Regions from separate parts of the Pan troglodytes genome. Here region 2 is linked to region 1. Evidence: chromatin contacts called from public Hi-C data. All regions are on one chromosome and are shown on one strand. Each heading gives the region's core, a stretch centred on a gene start, on an enhancer-like site or on the middle of the called end of the contact. The rest is flanking DNA. Distances are from core to core; before and after follow the strand shown. Region 1 holds the start of KDM7A (lysine demethylase 7A). Region 2 overlaps SLC37A3 (solute carrier family 37 member 3).

Region 1 (2,717 bases), core at 214-2,713:
AATATATGAGACTTCAGTCAAGTTACTAGCTTTCCTCAACTATAAAAAGGAGATTAGGCAGGACTTGGTGGCTCACGCCTGTAATCCCAGCACTTTGAGAGGCCGAGGCGGGCGGATCACTTGAGGTCAGGAGTTCAAACAGCCTGGCCAACATGGTGAAACCCTGTCTCTATTAAAAATACAAAATTACCCGGGTGCGGTGGCGTGCGCCTGTAATCCCAGCTACTTGGGAGGCTGAGGCAGAGGATCCCTCGAACCCGGGAGGTGGAGGTTGCAATGAGCCGAGATCGCAGCACTGCACTGCACTCCAGCCTGGGCAACAAGAACGAAACTCCGTTTCAAAGAAAGAAAGAAAGAAATGGAGAATTAGATCAGCGACTCTTTGCCTGGGGGTGGGTGACAGAACAACACTTCTTCCTCCCCTAACAAAAATTACCTATGGAGCCGTGAGGGCTTTCCCCACTGATAGAAATGCCAGCAGAAATTCAGCTACAAATACTCAATTCAATAATCCTTAACATCACTTCCAATCCACAGTTATGATTCCAACGCAATCTTTTCTATACAGTATTTGTCAGCTGTTTTTATTCTTCAGTTTATCATCTTATATTTGGCTCTCAATTTCACCCATAAATTATTGATGGCTTATTATACGCCAAGTACCCTGCGCTCCGCTTTTTGTGGTATCCCTCTTCGGAGCGAGAAGTCACTTAGAATTTTACCCCTATCTTCCCCACTTGGGAATCGGAAGGGTTCATAGCTAAGTTTTGTTATTTATAAGCACGCCGGCTCTTCTCCATCCCTCTCTCCACCAACCCCATTTCAAGGTTGGTCCCTCCCAGCGGACGACAGTGATGAATTCCTCTTGGGGACAGCCCTCCCGCAACTAACGGTGGCTCCATCGACGCTCTGGTCTCCTTGCTGCTCGCTGGGAATTCGGGTGGGACGTTTTCCAAAGTTTGGATTCCACGGCACATTCCTCCCTCGGAAAGGCACAACCGGCTCGGCGTGTCAGCTCAGCTGGACTCACGCCGGTGCGGGGCCGCAGCTCCGGTTCTCGCTGGGCGGCTGCGGAGGGCTGGGCGATTCTCTCAGCGTCGCGAGGCGACCCGGACAGCAGCAAACTTCTCCGCTTCCCCTCTTCGGGACGCGGCACCTCTTCTGCCCTTGAGCACTCCGCAGGAACTTCCCCCGGCCTCGGCTCTCGCTCCGAAATAACCGAGCCAGCTCCTCGCACGCTCCCGCCGTCCTCCTCCGGCTGCGGCCGCGCGCCCGCCGCCACCGCCACCACCGCGCGTGTCCTCACGGGGCCTCGGCTCCCTCCGCCCCCGCAGCCGCCTGCGTGCCCTTCAACAGCTCCCTCCGCCCGGCCGTCGCGGAGAGGAGCGGGGAGCGCGCGCCGGCGCCAGAGACGTGCGCGAGACGCACGGCCCCGCGCCGAGCGCCGGAAGCAGCCGGGTCTGGGCCTCGCGCGTCGCGCGCGCCTCCTCCCCCTCCGCCAGCCGCCGCGGTCTCGCGCGCGCGCACTGAGGCGCCGCCGCCGCCGCCGCCGCCGCGGCTGCTGCAGGAGGCGGCGCTGGCTGGCGGCTGCGCTCGCTCCAGTCGGCGAGCGGAGCAGCGAGCGAGCGTGTGTGTGTTTTTTAAAGATGGCCGGAGCGGCGGCGGCGGTGGCCGCGGGAGCAGCAGCTGGAGCCGCCGCGGCAGCCGTGTCGGTGGCGGCTCCCGGCCGGGCCTCGGCGCCTCCGCCGCCCCCGCCCGTGTACTGTGTGTGCCGGCAGCCGTACGACGTGAACCGCTTCATGATCGAGTGCGATATTTGCAAGGACTGGTTCCACGGCAGGTAAATAAACCCCCTCCAGCCCCGCAGCCGCCACCGCCGGCCACCGACCAACCGCCGCCGCCGCCGGCCGCCCGCGCCTCCCTCGGGCCGGGCCGCCGCGCCGCGCCCAGCTTTCAGGGGGCCCCGGTGCCTAGCCCCCCGGCCGGGCAGTGGGGCGCGCGGTGCCCCGGGTTCGCCGGGCGGGCTCCAGAGGGGAGCCGGTGGGCTCGCCTGGCCCGGGCGAAGAGTCGCCACAACAAACACGAACAAAGAGGGCCGGCGGAGAAGTTGGCAGGGGGAGCCTGGGGCGAGGGGACGCGGCCGGGCGGGCGCGGCGGGGGCGTCGGGCGGAGCGCCGGCCGGGTCCGCAGCCCCTCGCCAGCCCGGGCCGCCGCCGCCCCGCCCCGCCCCGCCGCGCCCGGGGCTCCGGCCGGAGTCGCCGGCCGCCCCGCCGCTCTGCCCGGCCGGCCGACGCGCCTGCCTTCCTTCCGGGCGGCGATGGGGTCGCCCCGGCCCCGCGTCTCCTCCGCGCCGCGGGTCCCTGTCGCGCCCCCTTCCCCGCCTTTATCAAACTTCCTGGGCCAGTGGGACGGGGGCAGCGGCGGGCCGGAGAGGCGACCGCGCCAGCCAGCTCGGCGGGGCTCCGCGGAGTAAACAGAGCAACAGATGAGGCACTCGCTCTCGGGGACTTGAAAGGTGCCGGGGAAGTTGGGGCCGGGCCCCCGGCGGGCGGCAGGTTGACCCGGGTCGCGGCCCTGGGCCCCCGCACACACCCGGGTCGCCGGGACTGGGGCAGATGGAGTGGGCGGCGGGGGCCCGAAGGGAACGGTTCTCCGGACCCCCTGCGTCGCCCTTGCGCCGCGGCTTAAACTTTACAAAGAGTGCAGTTGCCATCGCT
Region 2 (2,783 bases), core at 117-2,616, 150 kb before region 1:
TAGCAAAATTGTTTGAAACTGTTTTCAATCCGCTTTATCACTGTGGCACAGGAAGCTGTCATCTCAGAAATTCAACGGCAGAGAAACACAGATAAAAGCGCTACCCTGTTGGACAGGAATGTTCTTTTGGATTTAATGGGATAATTGTATTTAGGTAAAACCTTTCATCTGAGGACTTCAAAGGCCTTTACCTTGTTTAGTAGTTATTATCACACCCTACAGAGTGACATTAGGGTACCACACTCCTAGACATTTTTTGTGTGTGTGCATTTGTTTATTTATTTAGCATTTTGCTTGTTTTCTTAGGCTCACCATGGAAAGCCTCAGGAACCTAACAGCACTGCAGTTGATTTCCATTAAAAAATAGTACCTAACAAATAGCAGACGTAACTGGCCTCTGTGTCCTAGAATGAAGAATGAAGATGTTAATAGGGTTATAAAATGAAGAGCAACCATTCTGGAGCCAGGAAGGCGGGGCTGGGAGGGGCAAGAGTCGTGACCAAAGTACTGGTGGCAGAGAGCACTCCTTCCCCACACGCCCCAGTGGGTTTTACTTTTATTGGTTCTACTCAGGTTCCGAAAAGAGATTATTCTGTGAACAAGCTCTTGGAAAGAGTGTAGAGCCTCATAATCCTCCTTAACAGATTTTTTTTTTTTTTTTTGAGACAGAATCTCGCTCTGTTGCCCAGGCTGGAGTGCAGTGGTGCAATCTCAGCTCAGTGCAGCCTCTGCCTCCTGGGTTCAAGCGATTCTTGTGCCTCAGCCTCCAGAGTAGCTGGGATTACAGGCGTCTGCCACCATGCCCAGCTAACTTTTGTATTTTTAGTAGAAAACAGGGTTTCACCGTGTTGCCCAGGCTGGTCTCAAACTCCTGACCTCAGGTGATCCACCTGCCTCAGCCTCCCAAAGTGCTGAGATTATAGGCGTGAACCACGGCGCCTGACCAACAGATCTTTTGAGAAGCAAGCCTGTGTCATGACCTGAGGAAGGATCCCTAACTTCCTGCCCCCACCCTCCCAGCCCCAGGCTCTGCAATCCGTGAGAGGCCATTGGCACAGCCTCTGGATAAAGGGGTTGGATTGGTGGTGAAGGGAAGAAGCTTTCAGAGAAAAGCTTGGCAAGAGTGGCCATGGGGTGCCCAGTGCTGTCCCCTTTGCTGTCCCCTTCCACGCGCATCTGGTCTTGGCACAGCCATGTCACTTTCTACCAGCTTCTTTAATGCTTCAGGGTCGTGGTGGTTGTGAGAGAGGAGATTTTTATACCGTTGGTTATGTTTTCCTTCCCAAAGAAGCAGTTCTTGGCCTGTGAAAACCCTTTCCCCGCGGCGGACCATTCATACCTCTTGGCTCAGCAGGGGGAGACAAAGTCCCAGACACTGCCTGCTGCACTTGTTTGAAGGAAAGTGCTGCGCGCTCTTTATTTCAGTCTCACTTTATATCCGTTTGTTTAGATGTCCTCCTGGCTAGTGATTCTCTCTCTGTTTCCCCTCTGTGTAAGTCCTCGGTTCCCTCCCCTGGCCTCCTATTTCCGCCAGTAACCTCCCCGTCCCTTATACTGGAAGATGCAGAGGACCTGGAGATCGTCCACTTGAGACAGTTCAGCCTCAAAATCCCTGGCTCAGCCTGTGCTGAAGTCTCAGAAGACGTGGGTCCTTAACTTCACTCGAAATCTCACTCCCTTAAATTAGCTTCTGTCCACCTTTTTCTTCAGTCTTTATGTCTCCAGACCTCTGAATTGAGTCAGTGGAGGGAGGAGAGACCTTCAGTCACCCCCTTCACCTCTCACAGCTGTCATCCCTCTACTACCAATGTTGAACAGATTCTCCGAATGGACAGTCCACCTATGGAAAACCACATTATTTTCCAGCAACTCTTCCTTCCATCATCTGGAATCCAGCTTTGAACTGAGTTTAGAGCTCAGTCGGCTTCCTCTCTCTCTCGTGTGTGAATTCCTTTGTGTTATCTCTATCAGCTGGCCACTAACCTGTCCGCGGAAACTGTCCCCTTTCAAGGACCAGAGCATGCTCTCCCGGGGAAGCCATTCCATTGTTGGAGAGCTCCCATGGTTAGAACGGTCTTTATCCTATTCACTGAGGATCTCATGATTTCTTCCATTGGTCCTAGGAAAAAGCAACACAAATGTATATTTTCTCTTGAGATATGTGTGTGTGTGTGTGTGTGTGTGCGTATGTATATATATGTGTGTGTGTATATATATAAGACATACATATATAAAATATACAGTTTTTTCCTTATTTACATTGAAGGGCTAACTCAATATATTTGAAGACAACTTCCGTCTTTCCCTTTGAAAAGCTTTTTAGGGCCAGGTGCGGTGGCTCATGCCTGTAATCCCAGCACTTTGGGAGGCTGAGGCGGGTGGATTGCTTGAGGTCAGGAGTTTGAGACCAGCCTGACCAACATGGCAAAACCCCATCTCTACTAAAAATGCAAAAATTAGCTGGGCATGGTGGCGGGCGCCTGTAATCCCAGCTATTTGGGAGGCTGAGGCAGATGAATTGCTTGAACCTGGGAGGTGGAGGAGGCGGTTGCAGGGAGCCGAGATGACGCCACTCCACTCCAGCCTGGGTGACAGAGCGAGACTCTCTCTCTCAAAAAAAAAAAAAAAAAAAAAGCTTTTTCAAAATGTGATTGAAACACTTCCCCCGCTATTGCTTTCTGATCAAACTGGGAGGTCCCAGTTCTTCCCTTTTGAAATTGTTGAGTACCTTCTCATTCTTTGAACGCTACTGATCTTTCCCAACTTGATTTCCTCTTTCCTCC

Evidence for each region. A called contact is a pair of places that touch in the nucleus more often than the background predicts.
Region 2: a contact with region 1 is called in a Hi-C map of induced pluripotent stem cells, with 1.8 times the contacts expected there. The contact joins the enhancer-like site here to the promoter of KDM7A in region 1. A contact is called at or near these places in 3 of 7 Hi-C or Micro-C datasets (blood, induced pluripotent stem cells and stem cell-derived neural progenitor cells) and 1 of 1 datasets of contacts at active chromatin or transcription factors (stem cell-derived excitatory neurons).

Annotation. Positions count from the first base shown.
Region 1 is chr6:155,537,651-155,540,367 of NHGRI_mPanTro3-v2.0_pri, reverse strand. KDM7A (lysine demethylase 7A) reads left to right here and starts at 1,463. Exons shown (of 20, transcript XM_527907.8): 1 at 1,463-1,840. The coding sequence starts at 1,647.
Region 2 is chr6:155,686,359-155,689,141 of NHGRI_mPanTro3-v2.0_pri, reverse strand. The region is part of intron 14 of SLC37A3 (solute carrier family 37 member 3); the gene reads left to right. Among named protein-coding and RNA genes, the nearest start is that of SLC37A3, 70 kb to the left of the region's middle. Within about 2 kb of position 1,366, at least 6 of the 24 cell types and tissues checked have an H3K27ac peak or open chromatin away from gene starts, as enhancers often do. A contact at or near this core is called in induced pluripotent stem cells, where this site is marked.